2 separate regions of the Mus musculus genome follow, and region 2 is linked to region 1. A link is a contact called in public HiChIP or PLAC-seq data. All regions are on one chromosome and are shown on one strand. The core of a region is the stretch at or near the end of the contact, and the rest is flanking DNA. Distances in the headings are between cores, read along the strand shown. Region 1 overlaps Gm36569 (a long non-coding RNA gene). Region 2 overlaps LOC102640985 (a long non-coding RNA gene).

The links. HiChIP or PLAC-seq counts read pairs in DNA pulled down with a chosen protein or histone mark.
Region 2: a contact with region 1 is called in an H3K27ac HiChIP or PLAC-seq map of VIP interneurons, with 10 times the contacts expected there. The contact joins two enhancer-like sites. A contact is called at or near these places in 21 of 39 promoter capture datasets (the 3T3-L1 cell line, 3T3-L1-derived adipocytes, the C10 cell line and 13 more), 2 of 15 datasets of contacts at CTCF or cohesin (large pre-B cells and pro-B cells), 35 of 484 Hi-C or Micro-C datasets (the AtT-20 cell line, B cells, CD8 T cells and 25 more) and 4 of 115 datasets of contacts at active chromatin or transcription factors (VIP interneurons, bone marrow-derived dendritic cells, differentiating embryonic stem cells and 1 more).

What each region holds. Positions count from the first base shown.
Region 1 is chr3:79,865,242-79,872,399 of GRCm38.p6, reverse strand. The region is part of intron 1 of Gm36569 (a long non-coding RNA gene); the gene reads left to right. Among named protein-coding and RNA genes, the nearest start is that of Gm40073, 16 kb to the right of the region's middle. Within about 2 kb of position 5,124, at least 36 of the 459 cell types and tissues checked have an H3K27ac peak or open chromatin away from gene starts, as enhancers often do. A contact at or near this core is called in VIP interneurons, where this site is marked.
Region 2 is chr3:81,915,486-81,922,218 of GRCm38.p6, reverse strand. LOC102640985 (a long non-coding RNA gene) reads left to right here. Exons shown (of 3, transcript XR_375741.2): 2 at 4,016-5,103; 3 at 5,575-5,630. Among named protein-coding and RNA genes, the nearest start is that of Ctso, 14 kb to the left of the region's middle. Within about 2 kb of position 4,483, at least 64 of the 459 cell types and tissues checked have an H3K27ac peak or open chromatin away from gene starts, as enhancers often do. A contact at or near this core is called in VIP interneurons, where this site is marked.

The DNA of each region.
Region 1 (7,158 bases), core at 3,875-6,374:
GGAAGCTGAAATCGGAAAATGGAAAAGTCACAAAAGCATCAGAGACTTAACAGATCTGGCAACAAAGCATATTTAAAGTGCAAAACTAAAGAACACTGGGAAAGGGAGACTAAATAACTTTTGTAGAGACAATTGCCAATACTTATTCAGGTTCAAGAAAGTCTATAAACCCCAAGAAGAATAAACACAAACATATATTTTATTTAAGAAGGAAACAATATATTTGGATAATCGAGATGTAGTTGAAGTTTTATAGAGAATGGAAGCAGTTTGAAAGGTGAACTATACTTAACTCATGGATTTTATAAAGGAAATAAGTCGAGGATTCTGCAAACATGTAACCCAAGAGAAGCCAGACAGAACTCAGTCACAGTCAGACAGGAGATGGCCCCAGTCACACAGGATATGGTCAGTCTCACAGGACACAGCCACAGTAACACAGGATATGGCCCCAATCACACAGGACATGGTCACAGTCAGGTAGGGCATGATCACAGTCACAAATGACATGGTCACAGTCACACAGGACATGATCACAGTCACAAAGGACATGATCACAGTCACACAGGGCATGGTCACAGTCACAAAGGACATGGTCACAGTCACACAGGACATGATCACAGTCACAAAGGACATGATCACAGTCACACAGGGCATGGTCACAGTCACAAAGGACATGGTCACAGTCACACAGGACATGGCCCCAGTCACACAGGATATGGTCACAGTCTCACAGGACACAGCCCCAGTAACACAGCACATGGTCACAGTCAGACAGGACATGGCCCCAGTCACACAGGATATGGCCCCAATCACACAGGACATGGTCACAGTCAGGCAGGGCATGATCACAGTCACAAAGGACATTGTCATAGTCACACAGGGGATGGTCACAGTCACACAAGACTGGCCATAGTCAGACAGGAGCCGACCACAGTCAGAGCTCCTAGGTACAAACTAAGTGATCTCTTAACTGCACAAAACTTCCTGTCACTTGACTTTGTTGTTATGTCCGCAGAACTATCAGACCATGCTGTCACATTAGAGATAAACCATGTTTAAAATACTTTCTGTTGACCTAACGTAATGGAGGTGAGAAGGAATGTGGAGTCACATGTTCAGGGTCACACAGTGTTAGAAATCTGTCTAGGACTGGACTTCAAGAACTTCTTATACCCAAGACTGTTCATCTAATTCCATTCTCTTCAGGCCTGTGAGCACAGGACCACTGTTCTTCTCCTCTTCGTGAGACCTGCAATTATTTCAGTGGCAACCTACATAACACCTACCCCGGTGCTCTACCTCCTGAAAGAATCTTGACTACAGAAGTGAAAGGAACTGAGAACTTCCCTGAGGGGGCCATCTAACTTCATCTGCCTGATGTCCTCCTCTTTTATTCTGGAAACAGAACCCCCAACAGCCTGGAATGAGAGGATACCCGCACAATTCATCCTCGACAGACCTAGATCTCCTTCATTGTTACGTCTGTTGAGCCACAGCAAAGGCCATGGCCCAACCTTGGATAACTTGATTTCTTTATGGAACTTCTAATGGGAATAACTGCTCTCTAGTCATCCAACCATGCAGGGAGCTCATCGTGTCAACCATCTAAGAACAGAAAGCAGCATTCAGAAAGGAAAATACCCGAATGTGGTGGCATATATCTTTAATCCCACACTCAGGTGGCAGAGGTAGGGGGATCTCTGAGTCCGAGGCCTCTGTGAGGTCTAAATCGGGACAGCTGGGGCTATATAGAGAGATCTAGTCTCAACAAACAAACAAAACAAGCATGAAACTAGAGAATGATGAAGCCTAAAAAAACAACCTCAGGCTCCATTCCACTGCCTTTCTGTATTAATATAAGCCAATGGGCCGCCCCTAATAACTCAATATACAGTTATAGTAGATTAAAACCCAAAAGTTCTTGGCTGGTGTGGATTTGAACTTAGAGCTTTAATCTTTTCAAGCTGAGCCCTTGAAATGTGGAATGAGCTGAGTGAACATGAGGTGGAGACAGTGTGACTTCCCACCCCCATCTTCTCTTGATGTATAATATACTTGGTGTGTATTGTAGTGGCTTGAATAATGCCACCTGGAAAAGCATTTCCAGGCAGGGCATTGTGGTTCACACCTAAAATCCTAGCTCTTAAAAATCAGAGAGAGGAGAATTGCCATGAGTTTAAGGCCAAAATGAACTACATGGTCAGTTTGAGGTCAGCCTGCTCTACAATGAGACCATCTTAGTTTGGGTTACTATTGTTGTGATAAAACACCGTGACTAAGAGCAAGTTGAAAAGAAAAGGATTTATTTGGCTTGTGCTTCCACATCATAGTCCAGAACTGAAGGAAGTCAGGACAGGACTCAAACAGGGCAGGAAGCTGGATGCTAGAGCTGATGTAGAGGCCATGTAGAAATGCTTGCTCCCCATGGATTGCTCAGCTTACTTTCTTATAGAACCCAAGACCACCAGCCTAGAGATGACTCCACCCACAATAGGCTGGGTCCTCTTACATCAATTACTAATTTAAAAAAATACTCTACAGTCTTGCCTGCAGGTCCATCTTATTGAATTTTTTAAATTGGGGTCCCTTCCTCTTAGATGACTCTAGCTTGTGTCAAGTTGACACAAAATTAGTGAGCACACAGACCTTGTCTCAAAATAAAGTTATATCTGTCCCCACCCCTACCCCAGGACTTTACAATGTAGCCTTATTACAAAACTGGGGCAGGCATATAAGATGAAGTCATAAGGGATTAAGGTGGATTCCAAATCCAGTGTCCAGTATCCTTATTAAAAGGTCAGGGACACATGGAGACATAAGTAAAGTCGTGTGACAGTATAGGAGGAGATTGGAGTGAGATAGCTACAGGGCCACTGAGTATTGCTCCAAGTACCACAGCTGAGAAGAGGCAAGGAAGAGTTTTCAGAGGACCTACCAAGAGCATAGCCCTGCCAGTATGGTCATTTCAGATCTGAGCCGCCAGAAATGTGACAAACTAAATGTCAGTTGTTTTTAAACGACACAGTTCATGGTCATTTGTTATAGCAGCCCCACAAAATGAAACCATGCAGCAACAAGGCAGAGGCTTAAGCTGGCCCTTGTCACTGGGGTTTTAAAAAATAATAATAATAAAATAAGCAGGTCCTCCAACGTGTTCCTCCTTCCTTTAGACTGAAGAAAAAATGCTGGAGAAAGATCTACTCACAGGAAGAAGACAGCATCCCCAGCACACAAGCAAGAGGCAGACAGCTCTGACAAGTATTTAGTATGGATGACCTCATTTCAGTAGAAGAGCAAAAAGATAATAATGAGAATACTTACAAGAATATCCCAAAATATACTACAGATTTTTAAGTTGACATACAACATAAACAGCATCAGTTCAAAACTTTAATAAGCTGTTAATCTTATTGATTAGTTGCCTGAAACCATGCTAATACTTATCTGGCATATTTTGGCTGTATATTCTTTGATAAAAATTTTACATATTAATTATTTTGATATTTTAGCTAAAGATGATAGAAAAAAGTAATCTAGTTTTAAAAGTTTGTTTAAAAAAATAACATTAAATAAGAACTTAAAAGACAGTTGACTGCAGATGTCACTGCTACAACTTGTTCTGACTTCTATTTCAGAAGATTTTCTTTGCCTAGGACTAAGCAAGCCCACAGAGAATTCTGGCTCTGTGATACAGCCGAATATGAGAGCAGACATACACACACACACACACACACACACACACACATGTACACACACACACACACACACACACACACACACGTACACACATACACACAAACAGATTTGTTACTATAGTACAAATTTTTAGTACATATCTTTCTCCTTGGGTCAAATTAAAGGGCCACATACTAGTTTAGTCCCACTAACAGCTTTTCTTGGTGGCCAGGCAAGTTTAGAATAGTGTTATTGGCTCGTGTTCATCATGCCCTCCACCTAGACACTCCACTAAGCCCTAGAAGGAGTAACCTCTAGGTCAGGAGGGCCACCCATACACCAAACTCAAAAGTACGGTGTAACTAACTATGGAGCATATGAAGCCATCTCTCTCTCTCTCTCTGTCTCTCTCTCTCTCCTCTCTCCTCTCTCTCTCTCTCTCTCTCTCTCTCTCTCTCTCTCTCTCTCTCTCTCTCTCTCTCTCTCTCTCTCTCGTGTGATTTATTTTATGTGTGTAAGCATTTTCCCTGAATGTATCTATGTGTACCATGTGCATGCCTGGTGCCAACAGATTCCAGAAGAGGGTGTCAAACCCCCTAGAACTGAAGCTACAGATGGCCATGAGGCATCTGTGGATGCTGGAAGTTGGGCCTGAGTCCCGTAGAAGAGCAGCCAAATACTTGTAAGCACCCACCAATCACTCCAGCCCATGTCTGTAATGCCCTTGGGCTTTCCCTTGCCTGAAAGCTGTTTTCATTCCCTTTAATCACAAAGTAGCTGCCAGAAGTGACATATATTAAATGTATCCCTTTTCATGTTCAGATAAAACAAAGATTATAAACATTCTCCAAGCACCAAACAAGATTCTGAGCTTTGAGCAGAACTCAGTCACCACAGATAGAAGTACCAGGCAGGCATCCACCTTAGCTGCATGGCCTCTACTAAACTAATAAAACCTATAAATTGTTTTGAATTGTCCCTGGGGTTGGCTATGGCCAACCCCACAAATACCCAATGGAAATTTTTAGAATAGCAACTGGGTCAGCAAACAAGATATCTTCAATAATTACTTTAGCTTTTCTTGTCTCTTGATCACATAAAACCAAGAGAGTCCAGAGTCAGAGTTTCTGCTGACCCAAGGCTCCTGCATACTTAGTAGTTAGTTGAATGAGTGATTCAATAAAAGAATGATCAATTATCCTCCAAAATACACTCATCACCAACTGTCCCTGTACACCTTGGAGCACAAGACACTTGCAACGAGATTTAACTGGCATCTGATTGTTCAGCCCCACATTGCAGAGGTTTAATTTTATCTATTATTTCCTGGGTCTTTCCACTTGATTTCAACACATTACTGATTATTTTTAGGACTGCCATTAGCACAGACTTCAATTGCTGTCCTGTTTTTCCCCTAGGCAGTGAAGCAGTTGCCATGGAAACAGAATCCAGTGCTTCTCTGTCTGGAGCCTCACATCAATGCAACTTAATGAGAGGAAGGAAGATACTAACATCCTACCTGTATTTTATGTCTCAGGATCTATTATCCAAAAAAAAAAGATGCAAGCTCTGTTGGGGGAGGCAATTCTGATGGTGCATACGGGTGACACCTGTCCAAGTAGATGTGTCAGTGTTCTCCTCTGGAATTAATGCTTTAGCTTAAGATTCAGAAAGATTTCAATGCTTGGGTTAGCTATAGATGCAAAGTCATGAGGTAGAGGATATTGAAAAATTGGAGGAAAGTGAATTTTAACTACTGTTGCTTAACAACAGAGTCATGGAGGAGAAGCCTTTCTCGGAGAGCCAGGCATTACGATATGGGGATGAGGAGTCTCCCCACAGATCCACCCTACAAAACACTGGGATATAAACACTCTTTCAGGTTGACTAGCCAAGGAAGAGGGAGTCCTAAGCCACGGATGAGACAGCACCCGTCCGTCCTGGGAGACTCTGGAGTGGAGGCCGTGCTTTGATAGGAGCTTCATGCTCTCAGCACCTGAGCAGAAGGCACTGCTGTTAGTGAGCTGTGGGGACAATGGCAGCACCTGCAGGTCAGAATAAATGATGCAGCACTAGATGCTGATTGGTTTGTTTGAGACAATGTAGAACTGACTCATAGGAAGGCTTACCGAGGACCAGGCTCTAAACTGAGGCCCATCTTCATGAACGATTCAGTTCGACCTCTTTAGCATATAGGATGAATATATGCATATGATACAGAATATTTCAGTTGACCTCTTTAGCATATAGAATGAATATATATATATGATATAGAATATACCTATATAACAGCCATAATGAGAAAAGCCCCCTCAAGTCACCAGAGAAGGGGTCCTGAATCCCTGAAACTGGCAAGAAGCAATGAGCTAAAAGATGAGACGAAGCCAGGTCACCATCGGGGCTGGAATGGGGCCAGTAAGCAGACCAGTGAAGCAGAAAGGGCAGCAGTGAGGCGGTAAGGATGGGAGTCAGGGTCCTGGTGAGTGGTTTATCTTGCAGTATCTTTCTGTTAGTGATATTTTAAAGTGAGTAAGCAAAATAACTTCTTTTTAAAATTATGTTTGTTTAGTTTGCAATCATGGTCCTATCAAAGGGGAAGAGGGAAGATGAGGAGAGAGAGAGAATCCCAGACATTGTGAATCACGTCCATAATCTCAGCACTGACAACTGTTGTGATTTTTAAAGTCAGCCTAGGCTAAACAGTGGGTTCTAGGACAGCTAGACTGTCTCAAAATGCTACCCATCACCACCTCACTCCATCCCCACCAAATCTCTCTCCTGTATCCTAACCGTATCTATCCAGTCTCAAGACTTTCCAATAGCACAGCCTAGGAAAGTCAGGTCAATACTATCAATGCCGTCATCTCCACATACCACCAAGTTTGGAAATGTCATTTCTGTCAAAATATGTCCAGGCTTCCTAACACTGAATACTGCTATGACAAAGTCAGACTATAGAGCCCATTTTTTTTTTGACTCACTAGTATTCAAAGTTATCAGTCTTACCTGTAGAGCCCTTGATGGAGTTGTGTTTCCCATTTTCTTCATCCTGGGCTCATTTCCAAGTGACTGGGAGTTCATGTTGTACTTTTTGTAATTCAGACAGAATAAACTGCTCTCCCTCTCCCTGGCTCCTAGTTATCTATACTGCCTATGCCATCCTTGCCCAGCTCCATGGCCTTCCCCAGGCCTAGCCTTGCTTTCTCCCCTATTCTTGTTTTGACAAACCTGTTCCTTGCCCTAGAAGAACCATGCTTGCATGCCTGATGGGGATCATCATTTAAAAAAAAAATAAACCAGCATTGGAGTATGGCTTTCAGTGGCAGGGATGTGAAGACCAGGAGTTAAAGGCCACCTGGAACTACATAAGAAGACTCTAACTAAAAAATAATAATAATATTACAAACAAATAAAAGCAGACTGTAAAGGAGTCGATAATGAAAGCTAGAAAACAACTTTGTGCCAAGAAAATAATTCAGA
Region 2 (6,733 bases), core at 3,234-5,733, 2.1 Mb before region 1:
AGGAGCTATTTTCTTCATAAAAAATTTACAGCAAAACTACAATTCTCTTTTGAATTTGCTTGGCTCACTTCTCTGTGTCCCTACCATATAGCATCAGGGAATTTATTATGGCAAACCTTGTTGGCATTGTTGTGTGTTTTGTTGCATGTTCCAAGCTTTATCTAAAACAAAGTATCAATAAATGCCTTTAGAAATAAATTACAATAAAATTTTAAATTAAGATTATGAGAATTAAAGTCAGACTCAAACCTAAGTCTCTAGTTTAGGTCAAAATGTTTAAGTCAAACTTTGGATATTGGTTTTCTATTAGAAACACAGATGTATAGAATTTCTAAATTTTAATGTGTAATTACATTGTGATCAACTTGAATAAAAGGGCTTATATGTTTTAAGTTAAAATAAAAAATTCTGGGATGTTGTTGGTATTGCTTAGGATCAACCGACCAGGATTCCACAAAACTTCAAAGCTCAAAGCTCATGCTTGAATGAGGTTACCAGGAGATCAAAAGCAGGGCATGTATTATGTGTTCAGAACCTATAAATCTTAATGACAGAGGTCAGGATGAAAGCATGAACTGTCTGTCCTGCCTTACTGTATTTCATGAGCTTGCTGATACTTAAGTGGGGTTTTTTGTTTGTTTGTTTGTTTGTTTAAAATAAAAATGCAATATATAAAACCTAATGAGGTTTTAAGTCTGTTAAATAGTCTAAATTCATTATAGAGTTACATTGATTTATAATTTCTATATCTGAGAAATAATTACTGTTCTTCTAAAGAAACTGAATTATTTAATGGTAGGAAACAGAGATTGACAGTTAAAGTCTGCCAAACTCTAATGATGAACCTTGACTCTAATCTATGATGGGTGATTGAATATTTGAAGTAGTTCCCTCTGGTTGAATACATAACAATAAAGACTTGATGAGATTGATTATGCAGAGACCAGAGCTAAATAAAAAAAAAAGAAAGAAAGAAAGAAAATGCTGTTTGGCAAAGCATTATCCAAACAATAAGGCAAATGGGGCGAATGAAAGTCAAGACAGTTTGTGCAGTGTAGCCAACACAGCGAAGCATCTGCAACAAAACGGGAGGAAATGACAGGGCAGAGATACAGCTGCTCCTGCTTATAGTACCTGTGATGCTCCAACCTTGCATTTGTACCACAGCACCGGACACTGGACTGTAGCAGCCATCTTTTACTTGCATGACTGGCTCAGTGATGCCATTTGGCATTGATCTTTACCTTTCGGCTGTACCTCCATAAATTCTCTATAGATAACATTTTTCCCCTCACTTATTTTGGGCACCAGCTCTCTTGTTTGACAGTCAAATTATGCATTCTTCTGCTGATGAAACAGTACCTAGGAATGATAGAGTATGAGTTACAAGCCGAAGCCTCAATTTGCCTATTGAATCTCATCAGCTTATGTTCTTGGAGCCTGTGCTGTTTGCCATGAGAAAGACACACCTTCAAGAGCATCCTTCAGCCTGGATACTGAGATAAAGACCTGAAATAGCTCATTCTAGTGCAGGAGAGCCTAGGCAAGTGCTGATGCCATCAGATAATCCACAGACTGTTCGTCAACCGAGACATGGAAGGAAAAATGATTGTTTCTCTGGTCCATTAAAATTTAACAGGGGTGTCTGTTACATAGCGTTACGATAACACTGGTAAAGCACTGCTAAAAACATAGCAAATGTATTAAGGAGGAAAAAATAACAGAAAAATACTTGTTTTATATCCATGATGAACACGTAAAGACTTGCCTGTGTCCATATGTAAAATCAAGTAGTTGGAAAGAAGCCATTCTGGCCTGTGAGGTGCTGGTATCATCTCTTCATCCCAGAAAGTATTCCTGAGGTGAAACTGTGAAAAGAGACATGAGTACCTGCCCAGAGAATCTTTCCAGTGAACTTGCGGAAGAGTTTAAGTAAATTGTATGTTGTCTTTACAGTTGCATATGTCGTCGTTGATTCTTCTGATGTGGGAAGCCTGTCATGACTTCCCAGCATTATAAGAGAAAAATTGTCTATTATTTAGCATTCAGTTCTTCTTTATTAGACAGTTTCCATTCCAAACAAGGTGGGGGTGGGGATGGTGGGAACACCCTTTTCACTACAGCGTGTGTGTTGAAGATTAAAGCACTGACTGCTCGTTTGTATGTTTTAAAAATGCTATCAGGGCATTTAAGTGTAGTGAAGGTTTTTGCATTTTCCTCCTCAGTTTTCAGCACTTTGAAGAGAATGTTGTTCCCTTTAACGGTACTGGCAGGCACAGACTCTCAGTGTTTGTGAAGAGCTGAGTATTCCGTAATTGTTGCTAATTGCCTCTGCTCTACACTTCACATTGCTACTATAGAGCTGACAAAAGACTCTTTGTTGCAATGAATTCCATCTTTGTTTTCAGATACTAACCAATCTTTTGGAAGGAATGAACATTGATGTTAAAGGCAAGCAGCAAATCCATATCACACTTTGAAGCAAAGTTCTAGCTGATACATGCATCACCACACACAACCCTGAGATCTGAATTAAAGGCAAAATTATTTTTCTCCTCCAAATATTCAGAAATTTCAACTATGAGACATTTTCATGTGATTAACCATATATATATGTATATATATATATGTATAATATGTGTATATATATATATGTATATATATATGTATAATATGTGTATATATATATATGTATATATATGTATAATATGTGTATATATATATATGTGTGTGTGTATATTTTTTTCACTCATGATCATATTAACAACTCTTATTTCTATTACATTGCATAACCATCAGAAACAAAATTGTTAGTACAGTTACAAATAAATCAGTTAAATAAACATAAGCATATTTTCAAAGATAATTGAGATAGACATCCTTTTACATTCTATACTCAGAAGTATTGGTTTTGAGACTATGAAGCTACAGCATGTTCTATTCAGTATCTCCAGCCTTAGAGGTCAATAGCAGCAGATGTTTAATGGATAACTTCTATGATGAATGAGATATAATTGTTGAATAGGATCATCTTTTCCTCTGAAGTGATATTTCCTAATGTTAAAGATAATTGTATACTCAAGTGTCAGGTTAGAGACCCCACACTTACAGGATCTAAATGAAATTAATGTATGATTTCCCACAAAGAACAAGCAGCACAAGCTGTGGAGATATTAATTTGCCATAATGAACTGAGTTACTGCTTGTTACCATTTGTAATCTTTGATCAGCAAGACTCCATAGCATACACCAAGAAAATAGTAAAAAAATAAAAATAAAAATAAAAAAAAATAAAATAAAATCAACAGATTTATAGAGATTTGCAATTTTTTCTACTTTTCTGTCTTTAATGGGTTCAATCATAATGCAACAAGATTTTGTTTGTATTAAATTGAAGCAATAAGTAATGCTAATCTATCAAAGTAACTAACAAAAAATGTCTCTTTTCTTCTGACAGCGACTTTGGAGGTATTGAACGCTGGGATAGCTCATGGAAAGAGATGGTGGCTCAGATTCTTAGTTCACTGGTGATTAAACATTCCCAAAAGAGACTGACAGATACAGAGAAAGCACATTTAAACCATTTATGGAGAACAGAGAGGCCTTATCATTTAGAGGGCCAAAAGAGAGACCGTGTAACACAGCTCTTCGTGGTATTTCATGTCTACAAAAAAAATCCCCGTGCTTTCTAGATTCTGTGTGGAGGGCCTGCTTGTCTGCTGTGGCTCTTCACGGTAGAGATGAGGTCAACTTGTCTCAGAGGCGATTGAGGTTAGAGGATATGATGGAGAATATGAAGTCGCTAGCTGCCTACATGCCAGGGAAGGGCTTAGTCATCAGGGAGAGGCAGCTGATCCCAGGCGACAGAAGCACTGTTACATGTCTCACAGCCAGCTGCAATTCAGCCAAGAGACAGAGCTTGGGGATTAATAGGACCCAAGAACTATCAGCTAAGATGGACTGGACCTCAGGCAGCCTGAATGAACTTGACACGCTTTATATGATTCTTCCCCAGCTTCCCATGGGTGGCCTTGAACTCACGACAAGCACTGTTCATCAAGCATCAGAAAGAAGAGATGACAGCAGGAAGAGTAGAACACACTTCCTTAATCCTTCAAAAGTGAGCTTTTGAAGAAAGCCAGCTCCATGGTTGACGTTCCTTCCGATATGACATGTACCGTGGAAGGAAAATAAAACCACATACAGACAAATATCTGTACCTTTGACATTTATTCAACTCTAAAGTTTAAGGGGATTTTTCTTCTCATTCTATGTACTACAATGGTATAATCAAACATGGGTGAGGATTTTTCCCTTACTGTGTGTATTGTAGGTGTCTGTATCTGAGAACTAACAATAGCTTCCAGCCACATATTAAAAAAACACCATGAATCATTGTGGCCAGACATCCTCAGAACCAGACCAGGAAAATAACAGTCCTGTGCCTGGGGCCTGTCTGAGGAGGGGAGGAAGGAGTTCTTAGTCTTCAGGGAGGGCATCCCTGAGTCATACCAACCCCAACAGAGATTGCAGCATTAAGGTCTTTGCTAAACAGCAGCCAGGGTAAATATGGAGAGTATAAACCTTGGAAAGGATGGAGAGTCAATAGGGAAACCTAGCATTCTGAGCCACACTGGAATTCCCATTCACCAACACAGCTGCTTGCCTGCCTGCCTGCCGCCGGCTTTCTACACAAGGCAGATGCAGGCCATAGAAGATGAGGAACTGACAAGCAATCCTGGTCATGTGGGTGTAGCAAGAGTGAATACCTTTTCCTAGCACAGTGGAACTCTCCAAAGGTAGCTTTAAGGTGCCCTGCCACGGAACCCCAGGGCATGGTCTCAGGTGAACTATTAAGGGCTAGAGTTGTGGGAGACTGGAGGGTTCAGATGGCGCCATTCCCTGCTATCACTGCAGAGAATTGTGAGGGGAATCTATAGAGCATCTCCTACCTGTGTTCATGCCAGTGACAGCACCGATGTCATTTCACAGCAGGTCTGCCTCGGATAGGGGCATATCAGTGTCTCCCATGGTACAGCAGTGGATTTCTGTTGCCCAAGGACCCCTGGCCCTGTTCCCTGCCTGTCTGCTGGTTATTGTCAGGTAAGAGCATGAGGTTTAAGTGTGTGGAAGGGACAGTGACAGAGATACCTAGGTCTTTCATTACATCATCTCATATGCATATTATGCACAGGCAGGAAGGACAGACTGAATTAGGTCTGAGGCTGCAATTTTATCTCGCACAGGATTGCATTTAAATAACAATAAATATTCATACCTTATGAAAATCCTGCAAGATGACATTCAGTGGTTGGAGGAGAGCATGCAAATGAGTGTGTCTGGAAAATGTGGCTGAAAAATGTAAATTCATTTTATTTTCATAGTAGCAACAAACTACTTATAGTGACTAGTATGGAACTTGATGAAAGCAATATAAGATAATTGCTAAGGAAGGCATAAAGAAACCTTGCTTTTACTAGTAGGTACATATTAGTACATAATTTGTCTCTGCTCTAGATCTAGTCACCATGAATCCTTTTAATAAATAGGACATTCTTCTCTTTATTTACACAGCATGCCATACCGAACGGATGTGAAATAACTTACCCAGAGATGAACAGCTAATAAGTGATGGATGTGGGAAAAACTTAGGTAAATAGCATGTCCAAGCCAGCCCTTATTCTACTGGGACTCCACTGCCACCAATGGAGGTGGCCAGTCAGATAGGCTTCACACTGAGTGTCTGCTTTGTTTATTGTAGCTAAAGGGATATGAAGGCATCCATTCAGCATGGGGATGCTAAACAGACATGTCAAATGTCTATGATCATTCCTTGTCAGTTAGCATCCTGATCCTTTACTTTAAAACTTAGAGAGCTGGTGCAGCCCTGGCTTCCCCGTGGCTCTCCTTTGTTTGTATGATGTGCTTTGGTGCCATGGAGACTGTGTCTGCCGACTGATGTTAGCACGCCATTACAAACATTGCCTGTTCTTGCTTTGCTTTGCCCAAGATGAAGAGTTGTGCTAGGCTTGTGTGGCACCCTGCCATCTGGACCCACTCAGGCTTCCTTTCTTGACACATGTTCACCAAGTGACTCACTTCCTCTTGGTGAGCTTCTGTACAGACTTTCCAGTGGCTCTGTCCATTTCCATTTGGAAGAGTAAATGACAAGAGAAGGAAGAGGGAGAATTCAGGACCAGGCACAGAAAGTGACCTTCGATTTTTTTTTTTTTTAATTTTGTAGATACTGGCAGAACTCTGAAAACAAGCATTAGCTGGGAGCTTTATTAAGATTTTCTCATTTTAGTTTTCCAGGATCTAAAACCGCAGATTACATTATCTGATACATATCTATACTCCTAGCCTCTTAAGCTTTGAAATTGAGGGAGTCTTGAGAATTAAATACTTGGTCTGGACTCAGTATTTGGTTGAATATTCCTGGTCTATTTATGATTTCTGTGGGTCTGCTTAAAACTACTTTATCATTAAGCTATGGCATACGTAAGTTTGATGTTTCCTATATATTATATACCTTAAATTTTACCAGTAAGGCACATGTTTTCTCTCATTGGTGCTGTAATCTATTCCATAGATTAATATCTGAGGACTTATTTGAATCTTAGCTTTTATACTTGTTTTGAATTTCGTTCCTATATATAATGATTTAAATGACTTAAGAGCTAGGTATTGGCTCATGCATATAATTTCAGCACTAAGGGAGCTGAGGCAGAAG